Regions from separate parts of the Mus musculus genome. Here region 2 is linked to region 1. The links are chromatin contacts, called in public HiChIP or PLAC-seq maps. All regions are on one chromosome and are shown on one strand. Each heading gives the region's core, a stretch centred on a gene start, on an enhancer-like site or on the middle of the called end of the contact. The rest is flanking DNA. Distances are from core to core; before and after follow the strand shown. Region 1 has its middle 65 kb from the start of Gm34501. Region 2 holds the start of Npr3 (natriuretic peptide receptor 3).

Region 1 (5,964 bases), core at 1,760-4,259:
CATGGTGTTCTGTCTCTAGAGAAAGCTAAGACAGAGCCCTTCCCTTCGCTGCACTGCTTCTTTTTCCTGGACTGAGTATTTCTCTTTCCTTATCACGTTCCTGCTTCCACATCTGTTTACTATTTTACCTCTTTATATTTTATGTATATATTATTTAGTATTACTTATATATTTGAGCTCTTTTACATTAAGCTCTTCCACAATTTAGAAAAGCACTCGGGAGGCAGAGGCAGGCAGATTTCTGAGTTCAAAGCCAGCCTGGTTTACAGAGTGAGTTCCAGGATAGCCAAGGCTACACAGAGAGACCCTGTCTCGAAAAACCAAAAAAAGAAAAAAAAAAAAAAAGAAAAAAGAAAAAGAAAAGAAAAAAGAAGAAAATGTTCCTGTGGATACACACACACACACACACACATATATATACTTTTATTTATTAATTTCTTCTTAAAGTATTTCCTCCAAGAGCCCCTGATATACCCCAATCTCTATTTTCTGTTGCAAAGCTCACCCCTACAATGCCCCATTGGTGGTACAGTAAGCCATCCTCGGGGCGCCTTCCCTTTTCTCTTAGGTTGGGTCCCCATTCCTTGCATCACATCTGCCTGCTTCCTTAGTAATTCTCGTGCACTAACAGAGTAAATCATTCTGTACCTTTCTCCAGAAGTTGTGTAGGCAGTGCGCTTTAAATTCTTTAGTGACAGAAAGAGTGGAGCGGTCATTTACACGGCCATACTTAGAAAAGCAGATGACTCAAGTCAGAAGCCCATGCTCTGGTACCGTGTTCACCTTCTCTGTGAACTTGCGAAAGCCACAGGACTTCCTGGGACTTTGTTTCTCTTTATAAGATGGACAGAAGTATGATAGTGCCTGCTCAGGACTGTGAATAGGAGGAGACATAGGAAGGGCCTTTTTATGGTCAACTATGTACAATGAGTATGTGCTATAAACAATTTTTTCTCCATAAGATATTATTATTAAAACACTGGAGGCTTGAAGTTGATATTAGTGGAAATATCTATACCACAGACACTGAAAAGTAAGGACTTTACCATCTCTGTAAAAAGAGCTAGTTTATATATAGCACACACCAATTACAGATTAGATCAATTATTTACAACTTACTGTAATACAATAATTGTATTACAGTTGAAATTGTAATGCTGTAGTACAGTTACTGTATTACTGTGACACTGTAATACAGCACTGTGTCTTTCTTTGTACAAAAGGCCGATGTATAGTTCAAATGTAACATGTATAGTTCAAATGTTCAATAGGTTGGTTGTATTGGTTCCTTTCCTACTGCTGTGCAAAGACATCATGAGCAAGGCATCTTACAGAGTTTAGGTGCCTGCTTAGAGTTTTAGAGAGTTGGCCCATGGTCATCAAGGCAGGAAGTGCAGTGACAGGCAGGCAGGTAGGGTGATGGAGCTGAGAGCTTACGTCTGATCCATACGCATGTGAAAGAGAGAAAAAGCAGCCAGAGCCTGCCATTGGGCTGACTGTGGACTTTTGAAACCTTCAAGCCCAGGCCTAGTGACACACCTCCTCCAACAAGGTCACACCTCCTAATCCCTCCCCAAAGTCCCACCCACTGGGGACCAAGTTTTCAAACATACGAGCCTATAGGGGCAGTCTTGATTCAAACCTCCACAATCATGAACTCCTTCAGATGAAAGACTGTGTGATTACATACAATTTCCCCCAGTGCAAAACTGACTCAGCAGAAATTCAGTTCCAAATGTTGGAAATATATGACTATAAATCATACTTGTTTTTATGAGATTGAGACCATGGTTACATTAGGTGGAAAGGGATAACAGATAACACTCTGAATTGGCTGGTTGACCCAAGCTAGAGTCATCAAAAAGGAAGGTGCCTCAGTTGAGGAAAGGTCTCCATGAAATTCAGCTGTAAGGCATTTTCTCAATTACTGATCAATGGAGGAGGGCCCAGTCCATGGTGGGTGATGCCATCCCTGGGCTGGTTGGTAGTCCTGGCTTCTATAAGAAGGCAGGTTGAGCAAGCTGTAGAAAGCAAGTCAGTAAACAGTACCCCTCCATGGCCTCTGCATCAGCTCCTACCTCCTTCTAGTCCTGAATTCCTCCAATGATGAACTATGATCTGGAAACACAAGCTAAATAAGCCCCTTACCTCCCCAACTTGCTTTTTGATCATGATGTGTTCTCTAAACAATAGAAACTCTAAGTAAGGCTCACAGGTACTAGCATATTTTTGAAAGGGGCACCCTGTTTGGTTTATTTAAAATAGATGACCTTGCTTGAGAGATTTCTATCAGCCAGGTTCTATTCTGTGTGCTGTGCAGAAATTTGCTCCAAGAACCCCCACAACATATGGACAGGAATTCCTCATTTCAAAGATAGGAAAAATAAGAAGCCCAGATCTGTGTAACATGCCCCCAGCACAGAGTGATATTCAAATATAACAAATGTCCATATGCTTAGCCCCATCCCTACCTTACGAAGTAAGGTATATCTGGGGGTATACAGTAAGAATAAAAGCCATTGAGCAAATATGATTTAAAATGTGAGGAAGGAATGAAGCCTGCGGCAAACTCAGCAGACCTGGGTCCATCTAAAAGCAATAAACCTTCCTAATATGAGAAACAGGGCCTACTGAAGCTGGAGCTTTGGATTCTTTTTAAGAGAATCTGGGAATCTGAAACTGCATGGGTGCAACCACTTCTGTTTAAAGAGCAAGACTGTAGAGACAAGCCATCTATAAATGGGCCATCCGTCTGCAGACTGATGTGGAACCTCCTTCCTAAAACAGACTTTGAGCACTCAGGGCAGGGGCAGAATGGGGTTGATCTGATTGGGGGAGAATGGGTGAAAGGCTTGGTTTATTCCCCTTCTCACCTTTGTCCCTAAGGCAGACGCAAGGAGCACTCTGCAGCACTGGGTCCCTCCCTCCCTCGTGCTGCAGAGTGGAGGAGGACAGGCAGGGAGGGACCCAGTGCTGATGCACATTCCACCTTCTCCAGGCATCCATCCCCAGGGAAGGCACATTCCTCAGAGTTAAGAGAGCAGAGCTGTTGACCTAGAAGATTCTTAGAATATTCTATTCAACACCCCAGTGGGTTTAACTCTCTTTGGAAACAATATAGCTGGGCCATGCCTTAGGCTGAACTGACTCTATGAGAGCAAGCTGGGGGGCTCAATTATGGAGAGAGTGAGTGGGAGAATTACCCTGAGTCTACCCTGAGCCCTAGGTAGAGATTTCCAAGGCCTGGCAAGAATCTTCAGTCCCTCCACGATCTCTACTTTCTCTTGCAGTAAATAGTGCTGGTCACATTAAGCCTCAGGTTACTCCTGTCTCTCCTTGTTGCATCAATTTTAGTTTCTACAGTAAACTGGAAGGCTAAATTATGCCATAGAGAAAACCTGTAGTTCTTTTTCCAATGAGGTTTTAAGATATTGGCAGAGTGCTTTAAATTGCCTTTCAGAACACACACAAACAGAAAGCCATTCTATTAGAAGGCAACAGGCTCTGTGACAATGATTAGGGTGACAGGTACTCAAAGGGAAAGTTCCTACAAATCAAGGAACAAGATAGGAACACATGATTCAGAGCTGGCCTTAATGTTGTCAATTGTTTATCTCAGTGAGGGACCAGATACTGAAGCCCATCAGGACAGCTACTGATTATACACATGGGGGGGGGGGGGGGCACATGCACGTCTGTGTGTGCATGTATATATATGTAGTATATATAGTGTATATATATATTAAATATATATTTTAAATTATTAAATACATGTATACGTATACATATACATGTATATATGCATATATATGTCATATACACACATATATATGTGTGTGTGTGTATTATATATATATAAAACATATATATAACATATATATTTGAAAAGCCTCTGTTTCTGATGGCTTTTCCCCTTGAGTGCCCAGTTGATAACTTGAAGCAGAAGAGAAACAAGAAGGGCCCATGCTGAGGCAGCAGACTGTGGGTGGGCCAGACTGGACACAAAACTGAGTGAGCTCTTTTGGGGGAAGATGTGAAGAGATTCTTGCTGTTTGCTGAATTCCCTGGTGCTCTGCCTGCCCTCGGGGGAGATGATACAAGGATACAGTACTTTACTAAGCATTGTTCCGGGATGGTGCCCTGGGGTTGTGACCCTAATTTCTTTTCGACATTCTCAACTTAATAGTTCTTACAGTTATATAGCCCAGAGATGCTCTGCTAGTTCCTTGGTGGGAGAAAAAGGGGGCGGGGAGGGAGATAGACTGAAGCTCTGCTAAATTTTGCAAAAACAGATTTCATTGTACATTGACGAGGTCCTTCCATTGATGCCTTCCTTCCACTGTGTGACTCAAGCAGGAGCAGCCCAGGCCTGTATGTGTGTCCCCTCTTTCTCTTGTGACCTCCCCATGACATCCCACCTTCCACCTCTCCTGTCTTCCAGACAACAACCAGCCAGTCAGTCCCTGACCCTGTCCCTCTGTCTCCTGCTCCCTGGCCTGCAGCGGCAGTGGGAGATTTTCTTCTCATGCTCAGCCTCGTCTTTGTCGCTCTTCTCATCCTCACACTAGTCTTATGGAAGTAAGGCCCCATTCACTCTACAGATGAGATTAAGGCTGAGAAGCTATGGGGAGCATCAGAAGGCCAATCAAAGTCTCCATGTGGTCTCTACTGCGGCCTCACCTACCGTCACCAGCTGTGCTCTTAGCTGGCCACTTTCCCATCTCATGTGCATCTCTGGCACGATATCAAGCCGACTCTCTTCTTCAGACCTAGGGATGTTCTCTTGAGTCTCCTCTTTACTGCTTCTTGCTCTATTAACTGATTAAAACTTCTTCGATTCATGCCTGAACTGTCCCGTTCGGTAGTTCTCTGTGTAAAGATGTAATGGCGGACATGTATCTATCAAAGAAAACAAACATGCTTCTCCAAGGGACAGTGAGCCGCCTGCAGAAGCCCTCTGCAAAGCTTGGAATCCTCCCCAGACCTCATTCTGAGAGCTCAACTCCCTGCCCCTGAATGATTTTTTTCTTAATCCTTAGCATCAAATACAAGTTTTCTTTAAGGCTTTTTTTTTCATTCATTTGTATAATTTTTGTGTTTGTTTTTCACAGTTATCCCCTCTTCATCCCGTAGCTCCTCCTCATGTGAGTCCCACTGATACTGCCTCACCTGCTTGAAGGAAGTAGGGGATGAAAGACAACTTAGAGATGAGACAATAGCCAGGATCTCATTTTTGGCATGCTGGGCTTTATTGAGGCCATAAAGGTATGATTTGCTATCCTTTGGAAATAGCTTTGGTCACAGACACATTTTTCCAAAGGCCTCCCTTACAAAGGAACACAGCATCACTTTCAATTGTCTTTCATGTTCAAAGCCTGGTTATTGCTCCTAAATGAAGTCCTGGACTGAGACTCAGGTGAACCATGCCCTGGTTTCTGTCATTACCATTTACGTAGCTTCAGGCCACAAAATGATCCTATAATATTCCCTGCGAATAAAATAATTGTTTTTATCACATAACCCAGCACTGTGGCTCATGTTTGCTTCAGTCTCTTTTCCCTATGATTGCTTATATTTTACATACAGTGACTAGCTGCACACATAGAAGACACCACAAACTAAAGCCAGCTCTGCAAGTGCTACACAGGCAGCAATGCTACAGTCATAAAAAGGAAGCATTGTGTCATAACACACGCTGGTGATCCCAGCAGTCCTGAGGCCAGAGCAAGAAGATAGCAAGTTGGCAGTCACTATAGGCCATGTAGAGTGAGAACATTTGTGTCTTTGGGATGACAGTTGACAATGACTTGGGGGAAGGGGGAGATTTTAGGTTAGGCTAAAGCACAGTAGGTGTATTAGTCTGCTCTGGTTGCTGTGACAAAAGACCACAAGCTAGATGGCTGCAACAACAGAAAAGTACCTTCTCACGGTTCTGGAGGCTGCAAGACCCAGATCAATGGTGTC
Region 2 (5,964 bases), core at 1,681-4,180, 110 kb after region 1:
AAGTGGCTGAGCCACAAACTCCCCTGAAACCATATACTAAACCCCCACTACTTAATGCGTTGAGCAGCCACGATGAGGTGGAGACTCAGCGCCCTGAGATCTCCCAACTTTCTCTACAAAGAGTAAGAAATTGAAAGAAGGGCAGCCTGGAATTTTTTATTTATATTTCAGAAAATTCGCCTTATTGTTGCTGACACAGATTTTAGAGAAAGAATCATAAGATCATAATAATTTCACCTATAAAATACACACACACCAGACTAACAAGCTTGCACTGCTAAATTGAACGAGAAATGAGCGCTAGGAGATCTAAAATAAGCCTGACTATTTAAAAATAAAGAACGCAGGCTGTAGTCCTTTTAAACCGAAACACACCTGCCCCAACCCCACCCCAACCCCCAGCCCACTCTCACAGTGTGGCCCTCCCCCATCACGGTTCTAAGAGCACTGTGCGGCTCAAGGGCCCAACAGCGGAACTGACAGATCTGCCAGGCCTCTCACCCTAGGCCACTGTACCAAGGTCACCGCCTTTCTAGGTTCAGCAAGGCAATGACCAGAATTTGCAAAGCTCGGATGGATCTAGCCAGGCGTGAGGACACGCCCCCATTCCCAGCCTGCCCTGGGAAGTCTCCAGCTTTTAGTTAAGGCTCTGGAAGCCCAGAACTGAAGAAGTAACAGTACCCAGGACCGCGAGAGGCTGCAGTAGCCGGAGGACTGGGAGTGGGGGGAGAAAGTAGATGTGGGTTTCTCGCCCAACAGGGGCAAATCTGCCACCATAGGACAGAACTTTCCTTTTACATAACCAACGCCCTGCCTGCGCACCTAACAGTGATTCTGCGCAGACAGCCTGGAGTTCTTAGGTCGAAACTTGTCCTGTCTGCACTGTCTACAACACCTTGAAGTTAGAGTAGAGAGCGGGGAGGGGCAGTTGTGGCCCCACTCTTGAAGCTTTTTCTGCCCACCTCACCTGTTCTGAGCCTGCAAGCTTAGTGTTCCGCTGTCCCGCCACAGCCAGGCCCAGGTCCCCAGCATTCGTGCGACCAACACTGGGCAAACTAGGTGCCTGGCTTAGCTCGGCCCCTCCTAGGTCTCACCAGGATAGCACCTCCGAACGAACATCGGAAGCTTTGCGGTGTGGGGTCATAGGGGGAGGGTAATACCGCGGACATTCTGGGCGCCTGCGCACCAAGGGGAAACAAAGGCGAGATTTCTCCAATGTGTGAGCCCCAACCGGGACGTCCGGACTCATGCCCTATGCTGGGATTCGGCTCCTTCCTCTATCTACACGACAGAAACCTGGGCAGCTGCGGAGAATTCCCACGCTCCCCGTAGCCATGATCCCATTCCCCAGTACCAAATTCTCTGTCTAGTTTGGCTACTGTTCCAAACCCTCAGCGACTTGCGGAGAAAGGGCCGGGCAGGGGACCCGTGGGAAGGAAGCTCGGCGCACGATCCTCCGGCGCGCTCCGCCCAAGCCCAGCTCTGCGCGCGCTTTCAGAGGCTTCGAAGCCCAAAGCTCCCGGGGGAAGTGAGAGTCGCCTGAATTCAGACACGGCGACGCACTTCTGGTGCTTGTATCGAAGCTTGTAAGACACTAGAAAGGGCATGGAAGGAATCTAAAAGGAAGGCTTTAAAAAGAGACCTAGGGTCAGTGGAAAGAGCAGCCAGGGGAGCCAGGAGATGCGTCCCAACCCCCAGCTAGTCAAGAAGCTGCGAGACTGCTGGGGCGTCCCCAGACGCTGTGGCCCTGCCAGGGGGCGCGCGACTGCAATGGACAGAGTAGGGAATTCCTGGAACTCACGGGACTCCGGAGCTGTCGAAGAGGGGGAAAACCCTTGGTGTTTAGCCACACCTGTCATACCTGGGATGGCGCTAGCAAGCGGCTCAGACGTTCCCTCGACTGGCCAGATCCACCTCCCCGAGACTGTGTAGGCACACCCCTTCCACCGCGATGGGCTATCCTCCACCCGTCCCTGGATCAGGCAGCTCACACTTGGACAAGCCCCCGCGCGACCTCCACGGGTCCTTGGGTTACGGGGAAGGGTGGGGTCTGCAGAAGATTGACTTGGTGGGGTTTGGGGGAGAGCCACTGAGAACCGCTGAGTCAGAGCCAAGGACCCCCCTGGTCCCGCTCCCGCTCACCTCGCTCGCTGCCTTGGATGTAGCGCACTATGTCGTCCAGGTCCAAGTCTTTGGTCTCGTCGAAATTGTAGGCAGACGTGTGCAACCCCTCCTCCTGAAAAACCTCGTGGACCCCCTCGAGGGTGAAATAACAGTTCCTCTCGAGTTTGTCGTCGCTGTAGACCAGGGCTGCACGGCTCCAGTGGTGGTGGCGAAACAGAGCGAGCATCATCTCTCCCATCTTGGCGTAGGCAGGCGCCACGCGCGTGAGGTGCGAGTATTCCGTGTCCTTGTGCTGGAAACCGGCGGCCAGCGCTCCTGCGGACAGCATCGGCAGGTCCCAGTGAGACGCCAGCCGAGCCACCGGCGCCGCCGCGTACTCGCACACGGGCCCCAGGATGAGATCCGGCTTGGCGCCGCGCGCCGCCGCCACGCGGTCCACAAGACTGAAGAGCGCGCGGTTGCCGCAGTCCGAGTCTTCGTAGGCCACCTGGAAGCGAGTGCCTGGCGGCAGCAGCTTCCTCCCGGTGCCATTGCCCTCCACGCTACGCAGCGCGTACTCGATGGCCGGCCTCACCCGGGCCAGCGAGAACAAGTACGAATCGTCCCGGGGCAATAGAACAAGCACCTCGATCTTTTGAGCCGCCAGCGCCTCTCTCGCCCGGCGCCTGCTGCCTGGCCGGGTGTCCCCGGCGCCGCTGCTCGCGCCGCCAGCCAGCAGCACCCGGGCCAGCAGCACGCACGCCGAGAAAGTGAACAGCAGCAAGGACCGCATCGTGTTGCCAGCAAGCGCTCGCCCTGGCCGCCGGCTCGCCCTCTGCCCCCCACCCACCCTGCCCTTTTCCTCCCAGCTCTTTTCTTTCCTCTGTCCCTGCGCCCCCTTGGGCGCTCCAAGAAAACAGAATACCCCCTTCAGTAACTCGCCAAAAGATAGGAAGATTCCTCTACAATGTCCCTAGGTTTAAAAAATAAAAAAAAAAATTTTAAAGCAAAGAAAGAAAGAAAAAAGTTCACAGAATGTAAACCTGTGCGTCTGTAATATACATATAGACTTATTATCAATATATATATTCTCCCTCCCTTTGCACATAGGCTATTTGGCTTAGAGGTGGCTTCTTATTTGGGCGTTGCTAAGGTTGCGTTTGAAGGCCTTATTTGTAAAAGAAAAAAAAAAGTTAAACTTGTCCAAGTGCTTGTAATTGACGGTGCACCTCCTTCGCGTTTGATCCCATTGATTCGCGCGGCTTTCTGGATCCATAGCCGGGGTTTAAATAGCGTGGCAGCGGCGCAGCGCGTTACCACACATGGCGCGCCGAGGCCGGGCTTGTCTCTGCAACGGGTGGGGTGGGTGGGGGTGGGGCGGGGTGGGGGCTGGGCTGGGGGAGCCTCTCATTAACATTCTTACATCAGGGCTCCTCCCCGCACCCCTGGCCTACTCGCGGTTGCCGGGTCCCTAAGCCCCACTAGTTGCCGGTGCTCAGATTTGGCCCAAAGCCGCAACCGCCCACGTCTACACCCGCGGGAGACCTCGCGGCACAGCGTTACTCTAAGGTCCCCGCCTCTCCCTGGCTCCGCTTTCTCCAACCCCAGGATTAAAAAAAAAAAAAAAAAAAAAAGTGTATATATGTTTGAAAGAAATGAGTGCGCGCACATACACAAAGCACACACTCATACACACACACTGCAAAAACGAAGGGGAAATGTTTCTCCAAATTGGTGGCTTCCTTGCAAAACTCCATAGACTCTCACCTCTTTTCTTGATCTGGCCACGTTCTGTCTGGGTGCGCCCAGTCCTGTCCCGCACCTGACCTTTCTGGTCCCTGGAGCAAGGTCGGGGAACAAGGAACAAGGTCCTGGTGCAGGAAAATTCATTTGCAGAGCTGGTAAGCCCATCTGGCCTGCACGGTGTCGCACCGCTCCTTCCCCCACCCGGCGTGGGTGCCCTCCTCCCTCTGGGCTGCTGGGACACGCTAGAATCACAGTGGGCGCAGCGTCACCGTGTCCCAGTGCGCAGCCCCTCCGCGGGGTCACTGAGACCAGAAAAGCGAAACTTGTTGCTTCCGATGTTGGATAAATGATTCCGCTCCAGGAAGTGTCGCGGAGCTTGAAAAGCATCACCCTAAGGTACTATTTGCTAAACCAGGCAACTAAAAGGGACTCCCGCTTCCCGGCCCCCCAGATCTTCCCCCAGAGAATCTTTAAGTACCTAAAAAGCAGTCTGCCAACCCCAGCGCTTCTGTTCCAGGATGCCCGATAGTCTAGGATGCCCAGAAAGGTCCTGCCCGGTAGACCCAGTCTTTCCACTGGTCACAGCTACCACAGCGATGCAGACGGAGTGGAAAGGATTGTGGAGAAGTCTCAGACCAGAGAGGCGCGTCTCTGAACCGAGCAGCTGCGCAGGTCCAGAGGGCCCTGCACCCTCTTTTCGTGGTCACGCAGCAAAGACATTTACGGCGAGAACAGGCTGTATTACACAAGGTAGTTCTGACACCAAAGTCTTGCAAATTAAAGTTAATTTAAAATGTTTCTAAATGTTCTTTCATTTGGCTGGGCGTCAGTGTGTGCTCCAATCTTAACTTAAACTTACGCCCTCTTTCGGCAGGATCTTGAACGCGATTCTTCACCCGCTGCCCCAGGCTGCTGCTGTTAAGTCATAGTTATTTCTTCTTCTTTTCTTCTTCTTCTTCTTCTTCTTCTTCTTCTTCTTCTTCTTCTTCTTCTTCTTCTTCTTCTTCTTCTTCTTCTTCTTCTTCTTCTTCTTCTTCTTCTTTTTCTTTCTTCTCTTCTCTTCTCCTTCTCCTCCTTCCTTTTCTCCTTCTCCTTCTCCTTCTCCTTCTCCTTCTCTTCTTTTTTTTTAATAGTTACGAGCCCCCTAAAATGTCCTTGCTCTCATTTGTGACTATGAAGTGATAAATCGAGGTGTTCGAGGACATGGCAAATCCAGGCATCAGTGACTAACAGCCCTCTCTCCATCACCCTCTCTAGCAGTGGAAAAAAAAAAAAAAAAAAACTGCAATCGAAGGTAACTTCATACCGGGTGCCGGTTAGATTTCAGTTGGACAGTGATCCCTAAGCCTTCGCTGTAAGTAGGGGCTTCTAAATCCTAGGTGAGCTTTTGTTTATTTAATTAGAACTGCTAACCAGTTCTAAGAGAGGTGGATATATAAATTTGAATTCTGAAGAGTTATCCACGTACGTTGGAAACTGACATTTAGCACTTCGCAGCAATTAAATCCTTCCTGAACACTTGGGAGAGCAAACATTTGTTTATAGAGTCATCGTTATTTAAGAAAAAAATAAACAGCTAAATCCTGGATTCCGAGGGTCTTAGTGGATTTCAACTGGTTGCCAGGAGACGTGAAGGACGGAGCCGGTTTCCTATTACTACCCGGTATGCCCTGTGTCTGGGGAACACCAGCCAACAGCGGTATGATTCTGCAGTGTACCATGTGGGCTCACTGGAAGAGTCTGGGATTTCAGGGGCACCGGGTATGGAGTGCCTCTCGCATCTCTGGCGCTGCCCAGCCTCGCTCTTGGGTCAACAGCAGGGCAGTGCACTTACGTTATGGCTAGCACCCTGGCCTCCCTGTGGCCTTTGGGTAGAAGCACTCAGCTTCCAGCCTGTTGTTAAAGAGCACAGACAACAGGAAATGGTGGATCAGTCCAGAAACAGAGGGGAGGGGAACACAGGGTTGCTGTCCGCGTGCATGTTCAACACATCCTTGCAGATTCCAACTGAACAGATGCTGAGATTTTTTTTAAAAGGTCTTCCAGTGCCAACAGTGCAAGATTATTAACAGTAACAAGTCTATTGTGCTCTTGGGAGGTTTGTGTTTACTTATT

What was found. HiChIP or PLAC-seq counts read pairs in DNA pulled down with a chosen protein or histone mark.
Region 2: a contact with region 1 is called in an H3K4me3 HiChIP or PLAC-seq map of craniofacial prominence, with 3 times the contacts expected there. The contact joins the promoter of Npr3 here to the enhancer-like site in region 1. A contact is called at or near these places in 3 of 39 promoter capture datasets (the 3T3-L1 cell line and liver), 2 of 484 Hi-C or Micro-C datasets (the HL-1 cell line and cerebral cortex), 7 of 115 datasets of contacts at active chromatin or transcription factors (the NIH/3T3 cell line, craniofacial prominence, embryonic limb bud and 3 more) and 3 of 9 other capture datasets (adipose tissue, embryonic stem cells and pancreatic islet).

Annotation. Positions count from the first base shown.
Region 1 is chr15:11,791,867-11,797,830 of GRCm38.p6, forward strand. No RefSeq gene overlaps it. Among named protein-coding and RNA genes, the nearest start is that of Gm34501, 65 kb to the left of the region's middle. Within about 2 kb of position 3,010, at least 32 of the 459 cell types and tissues checked have an H3K27ac peak or open chromatin away from gene starts, as enhancers often do. A contact at or near this core is called in craniofacial prominence, where this site is marked.
Region 2 is chr15:11,902,744-11,908,707 of GRCm38.p6, forward strand. Npr3 (natriuretic peptide receptor 3) reads right to left here and starts at 2,931. Exons shown (of 8, transcript NM_008728.2): 1 at 2,143-2,931. The coding sequence starts at 2,896. Gm5144 (predicted gene 5144) reads left to right here and starts at 3,782. Exons shown (of 2, transcript NR_131059.1): 1 at 3,782-4,245; 2 at 4,367-4,647.